Linked DNA regions of Sus scrofa: region 2 is linked to region 1. The links are chromatin contacts, called in public HiChIP or PLAC-seq maps. All regions are on one chromosome and are shown on one strand. Each heading gives the region's core, a stretch centred on a gene start, on an enhancer-like site or on the middle of the called end of the contact. The rest is flanking DNA. Distances are from core to core; before and after follow the strand shown.

Evidence for each region. HiChIP or PLAC-seq counts read pairs in DNA pulled down with a chosen protein or histone mark.
Region 2: a contact with region 1 is called in an H3K27ac HiChIP or PLAC-seq map of alveolar macrophages. The contact joins two enhancer-like sites. A contact is called at or near these places in 1 of 47 Hi-C or Micro-C datasets (embryonic fibroblasts) and 1 of 2 datasets of contacts at active chromatin or transcription factors (alveolar macrophages).

What each region holds. Positions count from the first base shown.
Region 1 is chr15:128,832,737-128,840,107 of Sscrofa11.1, forward strand. No RefSeq gene overlaps it. Among named protein-coding and RNA genes, the nearest start is that of TM4SF20, 22 kb to the left of the region's middle. Within about 2 kb of position 2,590, at least 14 of the 83 cell types and tissues checked have an H3K27ac peak or open chromatin away from gene starts, as enhancers often do. A contact at or near this core is called in alveolar macrophages, where this site is marked.
Region 2 is chr15:128,964,510-128,971,664 of Sscrofa11.1, forward strand. AGFG1 (arf-GAP domain and FG repeat-containing protein 1) reads left to right here. Exons shown (of 15, transcript XM_021075860.1): 12 at 4,750-4,797; 13 at 6,645-6,803. Among named protein-coding and RNA genes, the nearest start is that of AGFG1, 69 kb to the left of the region's middle. Within about 2 kb of position 5,797, at least 1 of the 83 cell types and tissues checked has an H3K27ac peak or open chromatin away from gene starts, as enhancers often do. A contact at or near this core is called in alveolar macrophages, where this site is marked.

The DNA.
Region 1 (7,371 bases), core at 1,340-3,839:
TGCGTGGGGGGAGGGCAGGATGGTGATATTTGGGTCCGTCACGTAGAATTGGAAATACTGTGCTTCGTCTACATGGAGACGTCAGGTAGGCTGTGGGGAGGACAGACCTGGGACCAGAAAGGTACCCAGGAAGGGGAGCCCTCACAAGAGCCACAGAAGGCGCGATGGGGTGGTGGCAGGAAAACCAGGGACTTGGGCTGCAGGGGCCAAGCAAAGAGAACGTTTCAGGGGAGGGTGAGCAATGCCAGGAAGGCAAATGGCACTGGGAACACGGGGTAGGGGATGGCTGGACGTGGCACGCTGCATCGAGCATCATGGAGATGGGAAAGAGCCACTGGATGCTGTGAGGGGCTTGATGAGAGGGGACCGAAGAAAGGAGGCAAGTGCTCCACTGAGATGTCTCTTGGGTTCACTCCACCTCAGAAGAGCCCCTTCTCAGGCATCAGAAAAAGGGAACCTTCTTCGGGAATCCCTGTGAAATGCTAATCAAACTCTCCAGTTAAGCATCCTACACCTTAGGTGCTGGACTGGAGAGGACTGAGAGGTTGTTATTATTCTTATTATTTTTAATGGATGCACCCATAGCATATAAAGTTCCCAGGCTAGAGATTGCATTCAAGCAGAATCCTCTAACCCCTAGCGCTGCGCCGGGCTGGGGAATCGAACCCTCGCCTCGGCAGCAACCTGAGCCACTGTGGTTGGATTCTTAATCCACTGCACCACAGCAGGAACTCTTGGTTGTTATGTCTGTAATCTAATCTCTTGTACAGAAGGAAACTATGAACCCTAGAGCCCTGCCCTTTCCCTTTAGCCCCAATTTACTCTAAAGAGAAATCGGGAAGAAAAAAAAAAATTACCAGAACAATTTAGCTCAAAGCAAATAACACGCCTCCTATGCCAGGTACACAGGTGTGATCACTCCTGCTCATTGGAGTGTCTGGAGGCAAGGGTCAGATTTATTCCTGCAACTGAGCCAATTTTTTTTTTTTTTAAGGCTGTACCTGCAGCATATGGAAGTTTCCAGGCTAGGGGTGGAATCAGAGCTCCAGCTGCCAGCCTACACCACAGCCACAGCAATGGGGCCAGATTCAAACCGCGTCCACAACCTACACCACAGCTCATGGCAACGCTGGATAACTAACCCACTGCGCGAGGCCAGGGATCAAACCCATATCCTCATGGATCCTAGTCAGGTTCGTTACCACTGAGCCACAACAGGAACTCTGCCAGCTGTCCTTTGATCAGTGAGACTGAGCGAGGAGAATGGAGAGAGAGAGATGTCTCTTCACAGAGACGATAAAGACAGATGTAGAAAGGGCTATTGGAAATGCCATGCTGCCCCCAACACCTCCTCTTCCTGCTGGCCACTAGCATGGTCTGTAAGTGTGCCCGGGGAACTTGGCTCATCTGAGGTCAGGCACTGTGCCTGTAAAAGCAGGGTGTACCTTGAAAGACAAGGATGGAGAAGGCATGATGGTGGGTGGAGAAGGCAAGTACGGTGGGACAAGAATCTGAAAGGAGAGATAGGAAAGCACAAGCCTGACTGATTTCTCAAATGTGCTGAAGAGTGAGCAAAACCTGGTTTTAAAGCAGAGCCTCAGAGTTCCCTGGTGGCTCAGTAGGTTAAGGACCTGACCTTGTCCACTGAGGTAGTGTGGGTTTGGCCCCTGGCCCAGAAATTTCCGCATGCCATGGGCATGACCAAAAAGAAAAAAAATAATAATCATAAAGACAGAGGCTGAACCTTCATGCTCTTTTGTGAAGAAGGTATTTCATCAAGGCTGCTTCCTAAGGATGTTCAGGTTGTGCACTGCACACCTTCAGGGGCACTGTTTAGTTCACAGCCAGGCCCATCTGCAATTTTCTGAAGGTGAGATGCACCTGTATAGGGGGGTGGAGTGATAGAATGTGTGTTCCGAGGCAAATGGAAGTTCCCAGGCTAGGGGTTGAATCGGCACCACAGCTGCTGGCCTACACCACAGCCACAGTAACACAGGGTCCAAGCCGCGTGTGTGAACCACACCAAAGCTCACAGCAGTGCCGGCTCCTTAACCCACTGAGTGAGGCCAGGGATTGAACCCTTGTCCTCATGGGTGCTAGTTGGGTTCATTACCACTGAGCCACAAGGAGAACTCCAGGAAGATATCTTCATGCTTCTGCTTCATAGACTAGTTCAGCTTATGGCTATGCCCAGCTCTGTTAGAAGGTAAGATTTTCTGTCTGTGAGCTCTTGAATTTGGATTTTTATTGTGGCTGATTTTTGTTTTAATTTTCAAAGCTCTGAGTTGAGTGGTTAGTACCATATTCAGGATATTTTGGACTTTTCTGGACATTGGGGCCACGGGGCATGTTTGTTCTCCCTCGGCCTTAACAGCAAGGCCTTCTGCGTCAGAGCCTTCAAAAGGCTTCCCTGGGCTGCGCCTTAGCGGCTGTTGGAAACTATGTCATTAGACACAAGAGGGCGCTGTGTGCTCAGAAGTCACCCTCTGCGGGACTGCTGACTAACTCCAGGACCTTAAAGGGATGATAAAATGGGCTTGGGAGGGGCAAGATTGGCCCCAAAGGTAATCAAAGGGGCTCAGACATAAAGTCAGCTGTGAGGAGCTGGGAAGAATTTTCATCCTAGTGTTTGAAACCCCAGTGCCGTCTGTGCAGCCATCTAGGCTAGATGATGGTGTCATCAAGACGTGACCTCTGCGGGATCAGAAAAAAGATTTCACCATGGCAGGGAATCTGCCGTGGTCTTTATGTATTTCTTTATTTTCTTAATGGTGTTCCCAGGCTAGGGATCCAATACGAGCTGCAGTTTTGACTATGCTGCAGCTGTGGCGACGCTGGACCTTAACCCACTGCAGCTGGTCTGGGGAACCAGAGCTCCAGAGACACCGCTGATCACATTATGCCACAGCGGGAACTCCTCTGCTGCAGAAGGTTCTGATCACAGAAACCTTATTCTGAGAAAGCCTCTCATGCATTTGAGGAAAACACCATGAACTTGCCATGTGCCAGGCACAATTTGAGGGTTCAAATGCAGCCCTGCCTCAGACAGCTGGCTCTGCCCTTCTTCAGCTGATTTTCTGATAGGACCCCAATCAGTAACCTCAGGCACATTCAGGGTTTCCATCTTCTGGTTTCTTTTTTCTCTGGGTCAGTCCCAACCAGCACTATTTACTTTTTTTGGGGGGGGGGTATAGTTGCCTTGCAATATTATGTAAGTTTAAGGTAAGCAACAGAATGATTCGATATTTTTATAGATTCTACTCCATTTATCAAATAATGGCTCTATCCCCTGTGCTGTACAATATATCCCTGTAGCTTCTTTATTTTATAGGATGGAGTTTGGACCTCTTAATTCCCATCCCTATCTTACTCCGCCCTCTTCCCCCCTGCCCACTGGTAACCACTACTTTGTTCTCAATATGTGGGAGTCTGTTTCTTAGCTGTTATATTTGCCAGTTTGTTGTATAGTTTAGATTCCACATATAGGGGATAACATACAATACTTATCTTCTTCTGACTGATTTCCCTGAACATAATACCCTCTAAGTCCATTCATGTTGTTGCAAATGGCAAAATTTCATCCTTTTCTGGCTGAGTGGTATTCCATTGTGTGTGTGTATGTGTGTGTGTGACATCATCCTTATGCATTTGTCTGTTGATAGACACTTAGATTGCTTCTGTATCTTGGCAATTATAAATAATGCTTTCTGTGAACATTGGAGTGCATGTATCTTTTGGAATCTGTGTTTCCTTTTCTTTGGATATATAGCCAGGAGTGGAATTGCTGGGTCATATGGTAACTCTATTTTTAGTTTTTTGAGGAATCTTCAAACTGTTTTCCATAGTGGCTGCACCAGTTTACATTCGCCCCAACAACGGACAAGGGTTCCTTTTTTCTCCACATCCTCATCAACGTGTGTTATTTGTGGTCTTTTTTGATGACGGCCATTCTGACAGGTGTGAAGTGATATCTCACTGTGGTTTTGATTTGCATTTCTCTAATAATTAGCGGTGTCAAGCATCTATTCATATGCCCATTGGCCACCTGCATGTCTTCTTGGGAAAACTGTCTCTTCCGGTCCTCTGCCCATTTTTGAATTGAGTTGTTTGTTTTGTTGACATGGAGCTGTATAAGGTACTTGTATATTTTTGATATTGACCCCTTATCGGTTGTATCATTTGCAAATATTTTCTCCCATTCAGTAGGTTGTCTTTTCACTTTGTCCATGGTTTCCTTGGCTGCACAAAAGCTTCTAATTAGGTTACATTATGTATTCTTATGCTGAGAGGGAATGCGAGTCACACATTCAACTCCCAAGCATGGCTGCAGGCCACATTTTTAGAGATGCCATCTGGCTCCAGTTGATCTGACTGCTTACTGGAGAGTGGGGACGGCAACGACCTTCCACCAACTGGAAGGGGATGATGGAAGGGTTTGGTCTTTGCCCTAGAGAAGGTCTCTGGCCTGGCCTGTTCACATTCAACTGATTTTGCAGTTTATTCCACACAGCGAACCGCACCTGCTCGGTCTTATGTGGGGCCATCCCTGATCCTATTTAACCAGAAGCAAAGCATGACTCCTCTAGATCCTGTACAGCCAGGCACTGTTGTGGGAGAATCACGGCTACTTCAGATCCCTGCCGCAACAGCCTGTTTTATCTCATGGGGCTTCTTCACGTCCTGGTCTGCTTGGCTAGGATCTCTTGAAAAAAATCAGGATCTGAGGCGATGAGAAGCAGGCGACATCTGTTTCGTAAACCAACCCGCTTCCCCTTACACGGATACCACCCTTTAGATGGTAACACCATGAACCCTCCCTGTGAAAATCCCTCTGTCCTACCATGAGCGGTGCCATCACAAAGTCCCCATGAGGCCCCGCCCCTGGCTGCCCCTTCTGAGTCAGGGCTGCATGTTCAAGTTTAGGGTGTGTCATTGGCAGCCTGGGGCTCGCCTTCCAGAAAGGATCAAAGGGCGCAGCAAAAACAGCGTGTTGGCCGTGACCTCGTACCTAAACCCTGCCCACTTCCAACAAACCATCCGATGAAAGCGCGCCTCTCTCTCCTCCGTCCACCTGTTACCACGGCTGTTCTGCTGCAGCTCCTTCCCCCCACGTCCTGTCGCATCACTCCAGCTTACAATTTTCTGGGACTGCGGGATTCACAGGTCACCCCGGGGGTACCGGGAACAGAGCAGTGAAAAACGCAGCCTGACAGCACTGGGTTTCCAACCCAAAGTGCACCTCGATGTTTTCGTCCATCAGTTGGAAGAAATGAAAAAAAAAAAAGATTCCACACTCGGATGAGGCTGGAGACTGGAGGGGCCACGACTCAAAGGCACATGGATGAGTTGAGTAAATGGCCACTAAGAAGGAAGGGCTCATTCTAAACACGTTTCGCTTTCTCTTCTAGCCCCGCCGTGGTGACTCGTCCAAATCCCGTCAGACGTGCTTTTCTTTGTCTGTCAGCACCACGTCTGTTGCCAGGATTCCTCCTTCTCTCCATCAGGCATAATTTTCAGACTCTGCCTTTCCTGTCAGGAAAAGTTGAATTCATCACCTCAGGCCTTGGGAGGATATCTTTGGAGGAAAAGCGGTGGGGGAGTGACTTCATGACAAAATAAATATGACAGCTCTTTCTTCATGTGCAGTAAAAAAACAAAAACAAACAAACAAAAAACCACTTATTTTTAAGTAGGTAAGGTATAGACATGACACAGAATTCAAAAAGTCAAATGTGAGCACAGCAGCGAAACTTCCACATTCCCGCCCTTTTCCCCCAGGCACCTGGATCCTCTCAATGGAAGGAGAGTCTTAATCTTTCTAGAGGGGGTCTCTGGATAAATTAGCAGAGACGGTCTTCTGATTTCTAAATTCAGATGATTTGGAAAGCAGTATAGGAAATATAAACTAAAATACACTGAATATACCAACGTGGTTGGTCCAAGGAGAGCCCTGAGGCTAGCCCACATAAGGTGTTTGCTTTTGGTTTGCATTGCTTTAGCAGACATGTGGGAGTGCCCTGGTGGCTCAGCAGGTGAAGGATCTGGCATCGTCCCTGTTGTGGCTCTGGCTACTGCTGTGGCGCGGGTTTGATCCCTGGCCCGGAAACTTCGGCATGCGGCAGGCCCGGCCAGAAACAAAAACAGAAGCCCCCCAAAACAGAAATGTGGCTGAACTTGTGACCAGTCTGGACACCTTTCAGGGACTCTGGAGCCTCGCATGGGATGTTTCCTGTCCCTTTGTGTGTTCAGTTCATCATTCCTAAGTTATGGCTTTTAGGCGTATCCTTTTGACATGGAGAGAAGGGCCTCAATCTTGAAAACAAGGGAATAGAATTCTTTAAGAAGAAGACTTTTGGTGTTTCCATCGTGCCGCAGTGGTTAACGAATCCGACTAGGAACCATGAGATTGTGGGTTCAGTCCCTGGCCTTGCTCAGTGGGTTAAGGATCTGGCGTTGCCATGAGCTGTAGTGTAGGTCGCAGAAGCGGCTCGGATCCTGTGTTGCTGTGGCTGTGGTGTAGGCCGGCGGCTACAGCTCCGATTCGACCCCTAGCCTGGGAACCTCCATATGCCACAGGAGCGGCCCTAGAAAAAGCAAAAAGACCAAAAAAAAAAAAAAAAAAAAAAAAAAAAAAGATGAAGTCTTTTATTATTAAAACCCAGGGGAAAACCTAGCTGGAGGCCCAATGGGCCATACTCTAAGACAGGACACTTGGTCACTGGGTTCAGAGGGGGCATATTAAGCGGCCAGGGGAATCAGCTAGGTCTGGAAGACACACCTGTTCTGCGCCTGAAGCTGACAGCGGGCCAGGACCACAGCAGCTGGTCAAGTGGTGATCTCACGCAGCAGGTCTGGTCAGCTCCCAGCCACGTGTCAGCACTGAGGCCCAAGAAATGAGGTGCTTCTCATTCTTTCTAGGCCCTTCTCCACTGCATACCACCCCTAAGGGAACGCTCTCCAGGCCTAAGAGTGGGTCAAATATGTCTTTTTATTGTTCTATGGCATCTAGAAAAGTAACCTATACAAAATATAAATCCCTCCTTGGAGTTCCTGTTGTGGCACACTGGTTAATGAATCCGACTAGAAACTACGAGGTTGTGTGTTTGATCCCTGGCCTCGCTCAGTGGGTTAAGGATCTGGCGTTGCTGTGAGCTGTGGTGTAGGTTGCAGATGCGGCTGGGATCCCACGTTGCTGTGGCTGTGGCGTAGGCCGGTGGCTACAGCTCCAATTAGACCCCTAGCCTGGGAACCTCCATATGCCGCAGGAAGCAGCCCTAGATAAGGCAAAAAGACAAAAATAAATAAATAAATAAATAAATAAATAAATAAATAAATAAATAAAACAAAAACAAAATATAAATCCCTCCTTAA
Region 2 (7,155 bases), core at 4,547-7,046, 130 kb after region 1:
TCTGACTAGGAACCATGAGGTTGCGGGTTCGATCCCTGGCCTCGCTCAGTGGGTTAAGGATCCGGCGTTGCCGTGAGCTGTGGTGTAAATCACAGGCACAGCTCAGATCCCACGTTGCTATGGCTCTGGTGTAGGTTGGCAGCTACAGCTCTAATTCGACCCCTAGCCTGGGAACCTCCATATGCCGTAGGAGCGGCCCTAGAAATGGCAAAAAGACAAAAAAAAAAAAAAAAAAGAATTAGTAATTGGAGTTCTCTGGTGTCTCAGTGGGTTAAGGATCTGGTGTTGTCACTGCTGTGGCAGGGGTTCAGTCCCTGGTGTGGGAACTTCTGCATGCCATGAGTGTAGCTAAAAAATAAAGTCAAAGAATTAGTAATTACTGACAGATCTTTTTGTCATTGGCAAGATTAAGAATCGTGATATTAGGAGTTTGAGCCATAACTTTCCTTTTCATGTAAAATGTCTTTAGTCATAAATTATCTATATCTCACATAATGGATGTTTAATAAGTATGTGAATTTCACAACGATTTGATTTTTAAAAAATGGTTTAATTCAGATTTACCTAATCTGTGATTGTTTCAATGTTTCAAATTTCCATTGTGTTTTGGACAGTATTTATACTATTCATTATTTATGATATATGTAATGTATTTATTTCTTAGCATATTATTTTGACTTGGGATGAATTTGTAAAATGTCACAGGGCTTTGTGTATTGTGTCATTTCAGTCCTTCTTAACTTACTCTCATCAAATAAATGCTTTAATCACTTTTTGAGAGCTGAAGGAACTGAGGCTCAGAAAAGTTAAGTGCATGTGTTTTGCATATAGCCAGGTTTGTGTTCAAATCCTGATTTAGTATTTACTTGCTAGGTAATCCTGAAAATGCTTTTTGTATATTATTTTTCTAATGAATAGAGTAAAGGTGATGGGAAGATACATTATTTGCAAGATAATTTTGAGATGTTTATAGCTATTATAATGGCCTGAGGAAGGAAACTGAAATTATACTTGAACCAAGGTTATGTTGATGTAACTTCTCTGAACCTTATTGTTGCAGTTGCACTTTTCTGTAGAATGTGAATATTCTCTGGCAGAGATGTTTTGAGAATTAGATGATGCAAATCACCATGTATGGTCTTTGAATTAATGTATGTACTTGGTAAATCATTCCTGTTATTTTCCTTTCATGACTGTACTTCCAAACTGGTTGTGTTTCTTTTGTTTCTTTGTGTTTCTTTTGTTTTTGTTTTTGTTTTTGCTTATTTAGAATGTGAAAGTCCTTTTAAAGTTAAGGTTCTACATGGGATATGAAATAGTATAAAATGTACATTTTATGTTCAGATGATATAGAGTAATTTTAACATTAGCCTAAGCAAAATGTATTGAAAGGTAAATCTACTCTGTCCACAGATTTTTATTTCAAGAAAAAATACTTTTTCCATAATAAACCATTTTTATTTATCGCATTGATCATCTTTACCAGGTTGTTATTGAATTGACTAAGCCAAATTAAAAGTTAACCACATAACATGTTTCTGTCGAGCTGAAATATAAATAGTACCTTGACAAATACACTATACTTAGGTTTTTCTAATGTTTTTTACCATCAAAATTAATATTCTTTAGGAAATATTTTTTCTTCTCATTTATGTTAGTGTTAAGTTCCATTTGAGGTAGTTTTTGAAAAAGGGCGTTGCATAATAATTCTGTGTGAACTATTTTAAGTTTTACTGATATATTTTATTCTTAAAATACACATTTTAAATAATTTTTTTTCTGCATTTGCAAAGCTTTGGGGCTTTCCTTTACCGTGTTATGTAGAAACCTTCAGTAGAGTTGCCAATATGGCCTAAGACTTTTTGTTTTAGGATTCGATAATATTTAGCATTCTATTTTTCCAGAGCCTTCAATCCCTTAAATCTAATTAAGAGTTAATTTAATTTTCAATTTAACTCTTAAATCTCCTTTGCCTCTGAATGAGTAGCCTTTATTTTTTTAACATTCATTTAGTGAGTAAATGGATGACTTTTTAAAGTCATTCCCCCCTCCCCCCAAGGAGATAAACTTGTAGAATGTAGAGCCGAAAGAATCACTGTAACATCTAGCCAAGCCTTTTTGTTTTTTTACTTAGGTGGTGGATCCGCTTAGGTGATGCATTTGGCTTAGGGGTCCCACATAGCAATGACTAATCTAAGACTGGTACCCCCTGATGCTTCTAAAGCAGCACTATTACCACTGGTTCCACACATTGGAAAGTAAATGAAAACATATATCCACACAAAAACTTGTACACAGATGTTCACAGCAGCATTATTCCTAATAGTCAAAGAGCAGAAACAACGCAGATGTTCATCTGTTAATGAATGGTTAGACCAAATGTGGTATAGTCATACAGTGGAATTAGTTTGAAGTAAAAGTAATAATGTACTAATACATGGTACAACATGGATGAACCTTGGAAACAATTAGGCTAAATAAAGGAAGAATGCCATATATGATTCCATTTACATGATCTATCAAGAATGGGCAAATCCAGGAGTTCCCATCATGGCTCAGTGGTTAATGAACTTGACTAGTAACCAGGAGGGTACGGGTTTGATCCCGTGGGTTAAGGGTCTGGCGTTGCTGTGAGCTCTGGTGTGGGTTGCAGACGCAGCTCAGATCCCGCATTGCTGTGGCTGTGGTGCAGGCTGGTGGCTACAGCTGCAATTCGACCGCTAGCCTGGGAACCTCCGTATGCCACGGGTATGGCCCTCAAAAGACAAAAAAAAAAAAGAATGGGCAAATCCATAGAGGCAAAAAAGTGAGGGGCGCAAGATGGAGAGACATAGCTGATGATGGGTATGAAATTTCCTTTAGTTACAGGGGAATGAAAATGTTCTAAAATTAGATTGATTTTTTTTGTTTGTTTTGGGCACGCCCACGGCACACGGAAGTTTCTGGGACAGGGGTTGAACCTGTGCCACAGCAGCAACCCAGTGGCTGCATCGGCAATGCTGGATCCTTAACCCCCTACACCACAAGAGAACTCTTAAAATTAGATTTATTTTTGTTTTGTTTTAGGGCCATGTGTGCAGCATCTGGAACTTCCTAGGCTAGGGGTTGAATTGGAACTGCCACAGCAACAGCACTGCAGGATCCAAGTGACGTCTACGACCTATACCACAGCTTACGGCAGTGCCGGATCAGTAACCCACTGAGCGAGGCCAGGGATCAAACCCATGTCCTCATGGATACTAGTTGGGTTCTTAACCTGCTGAGCCATAATGGGAACTCCTAAAATTAGATTCTGAATGATGGTTGTATACTCGGTAAGTATTTTTAAAAAACACTGAATTCTACAGTGGACAAATTGTATGATATGTGAATTATATCTCAAAAAGCCTGTTAAAACAAGTCTAAAATACTTTTATGGCAGCTCAGGACTAGGCATCATTGTTGCAGATGTTGGTTAACCATCACTGTTAACTAAAAGTCAGTTTTTGCCAGTGTATTTTGTGAAATCTATCTCCTGACATGTTACCAGTACTTCATGGAAAGAGGTTCTGTGTCCAAATACATATGGTAAATGCTGAGTTAGACACAGTTTAACCAGTATTAATGCAGGATTTCTCAGAGCCTTTGACTTGCCCTTAGAAAGGAGATAAACAACAAAGTGGCCAAACTTGTCTATCCCATATCCCTGCCCCCTCAATCAACCTTTTGTTGAATATAGACACACTAAAAAATATTTCTTTAGGTTAACAAGGAAAAAAATGTTGGGTTTACTCTGTAGCACTTTTAATCACAGCAGCTTTGTAAAGTGGATATTATTATCCCTGCCCTTCCACCCCCTGTTTGCACATGAGGAAACTGAGGCTTATAGAAGTTAAATGATATCCTGTAATCACAACAATGACAGAACCAAGACTCAGAACCCCTCTAATCCCTCAGCTGCCTTGTTTCCCCAAATTCATTTGGTTAAGGATACTAATTTAAAGTGCATGAACGTGGATTTTAGAAACAGTCCCATTCCAGGTGGGACATAAACAGACATAAAGTGATTCTAGTACTTAACAACCTAAAATTTGTTTTCTGCTAATTATATTTATTTGTATATAACCTTTCTGACCTCAGTAATGCCAGGTAAGATCTGCACGAGATGTATTTTTCCTTTTCTTTCTCTTTTTTAGCCATCGTATTTTAACTGAATGTGCTGCTCACCTTTCTAATGAACTGCCTTGAGTAATTGTCCCCTTGTAATATTCTTTAGTTCACTTGAGTTATCCTTACGTATTTCTAGTTAAAGTATGGAATTGTAATAAAACAGTTGAACATTATTCAGATGTTTTCCCTGAGATTTGACTTTTTAGATGCTAGCTCATTATAGATGATCCTATGAATGGCATTTTGGGGTATAACTGATGAGGCCTAGAATGTCTTTTTATGGATATAGCTGTATCTTCACATAAAAAAGTTAGCAATTTATTTAAAAGATGGATTTCATAAATGTTTCTTCATATGATATTTGTTTATCTGGTATTACTCTAACCTTCCCTTTATTTCAAACAATGTAAAGATTAGTATCATAAATGTAGTTGAAATAAAGAGTCTTTGTGGATGTGTTTTTATTATGTACTCTTATGCTACTTACTTTGTAACAGTTTTTCTAATTTCAGAACTTTTTAATGAAACAAATTAACTTTGATTTTGACAGTAGTTACTCATAAGTTAATTGACATTGGTCTCTTTATGGCTTTCCATAAGGCCTTTCTGGAGCAATGCATTCTCAAGTGTTTCCTCACGCTCATTTTGGTAGGTGGCCACAACTAATACCTAGATTTGTGTGGCAATTTGTCTACCTGCTTGTGGAAGCTTCTGCTAGTGTTCTGGATCCCTGCATGTGGAATTAGTTTTTTTTCCATGTTTTTAAAATGGAGTGGGCATGGATGTGTGGCATTGAGAATACATTACATTTAAAGTTCCATGAAAATCCTTTGTAGTGATCTGTGTTTTAATATTGAAAAGCATATTGCTTACCTCCATGGTCACAGTAGATGTTAACAGCTTTTTCAATTATTTTTCTTAAGTTTGAATTCATAATACTTTGAATGATATACCTTTTCGATGTACCAAACCATTTTACCACATTCTTCCATGGAGTTTGGTTTTGCTTAACTTTTGCTTTTTAGTGCTTTCTTAAAAAGTGATTTGTCAAAGTTATGTCAGTGCATTGATGTCTGTTCTGAAGCCCTCCTGTTTCCCTTGCAGTGTGCTTATTCTTCTTTAATTCTCTTGCTTTCCAGTGGCTTATTTCCCCTTTTTTCTTATCAGTAATAAAATATAATATTTAAAATTTGATAGTCTAATTAGGTTCATTGAGGAAAATTACAGTTATTAAATTTAGCATTATGAGAATTAACTTTGGGCAACATCTATGACATGATTTTTAGGTTTTTTAATTGAAAGATAATTCTGTGTAGCAATTTTAGTGTTAATTTCTGTGACTTTAATCAGCAATCAAGTTGGTATTTTTTTTAAATCAGGGAATTATGGTTTTTTATAGCATCATACTGAAAATATTTCAACATGTAATTACTGGTATTCTGTATTAAAAGCAACATTATTGGCTCTTAGTTCACTGAGAACTTTCCTACACCATATAGTTGAAGGTTCTGTTTTGAAACTTCACTAGCAATAAGCAATATATTCTTCTCCTGTATGTATTTAATGTGAATGTGTAATTCATAAATGAGGAAGTGATGGCAGTAAACCACATATGTAGCTGTGGTTCACACAAGAATTTCCGCAGCCTGTGAATGAATGCCTTTATTCTGTGTTCAAGTAATAGTGGCTAGATGTGGCAGTGGAGCAGTACCACCTTGGACAGTGTCATTCCCCTGCATTGTCTCTTTTAAGAATGCTTATTTCACTTTCTTTTTAATTTTTATGTGCTTTGCCTTGATTTCTGTTACTCATCAATCCTAACTTTCCTTACACTCCTTATCCAAAGCACTCTTCATTTACTTTCCAGAAAAGGAATGGGAGTCCATATATTTTCATTTTAGTTGTGTTAGTGTTTTTATTAGGACCACTTCCCAATCCCTTTTCTTGACTTTGGTTACAAAGCTGCATAGGGCCTCCCTCCAACCCTATTTCTCCTATTAATTTTCGTGAGCTATTTTGCAGAGATTTTAAATATTTCTTCTAGGAATACATATATTAAATTACATTATAGCAGACAATTCACTAGATACAATTAAATATTTGACTGTTATTGTGTATAGCAAAACGAAACTTAAAACAAAAATGTATGCACTAGTATACATATGAATTGCATGGTGGTTGGCTTTAAAAGTAGACTACTGTTTAGAGTCAAACTTTATGTAATTTGAGAAACTTTCTTATGATTTCAAACGGTATCTTTATTAGTTTCATTCTGGTTATTGATTTCAGGAGAACAGAATTTTATAGCTTATTATGTTAAACTCTGTGGCACTAAAACTTAGTACTAAGTTTGTTAGTTTTGGAATTTAAAATATATCTTATTATTTTTAGGGTAAATATCTATTCCTCTAAGTATCCATTCCTATAATGTTGAGTGTGAGCACCAAAACCTACTCTTTCGTGTGTAAGTGATAAGCTGTCCTTCCTCCTCTCAGCAGCGACCTTTGGCACTGCATCAATGAGCATGCCTGCAGGGTTTGGGACTCCTGCTCCCTACAGTCTTCCCACCAGCTTTAGCGGCAGCTTCCAGCAGCCTGCCTTCCCAGCCCAAGCAGCTTTCCCTCAGCAGACGGCTTTTTCTCAACAGCCCAATGGTAAGATCCAACCTTTGGCTAGCCGAAAGCCCGCTTTTGGTATCCTTATATATCGTAATGTTACGTGTTTGGACCAAAAGACTTACCGAAAGAATGCGATAGCATTATCTACTGAATGTTGACTGCTGAAATATAAAAGCCATTGGTAATTTGGGCCTCAGAAAATTAAGTGATTTTGTAAGTTTTTGTAACCAGATTACAGATTTAGGAGAAACCAGAGACTAAAGAGTACTTCTTCTTTCTCAGAATCTCCAGGGTCTTTCTTATTAATTTGACTTCTGAATTGTAGCATGCCTCTTGATTTTAGAAGGATGCTTTATAGACCTAGAATGTTTTTGCTTGTTTTGCATTG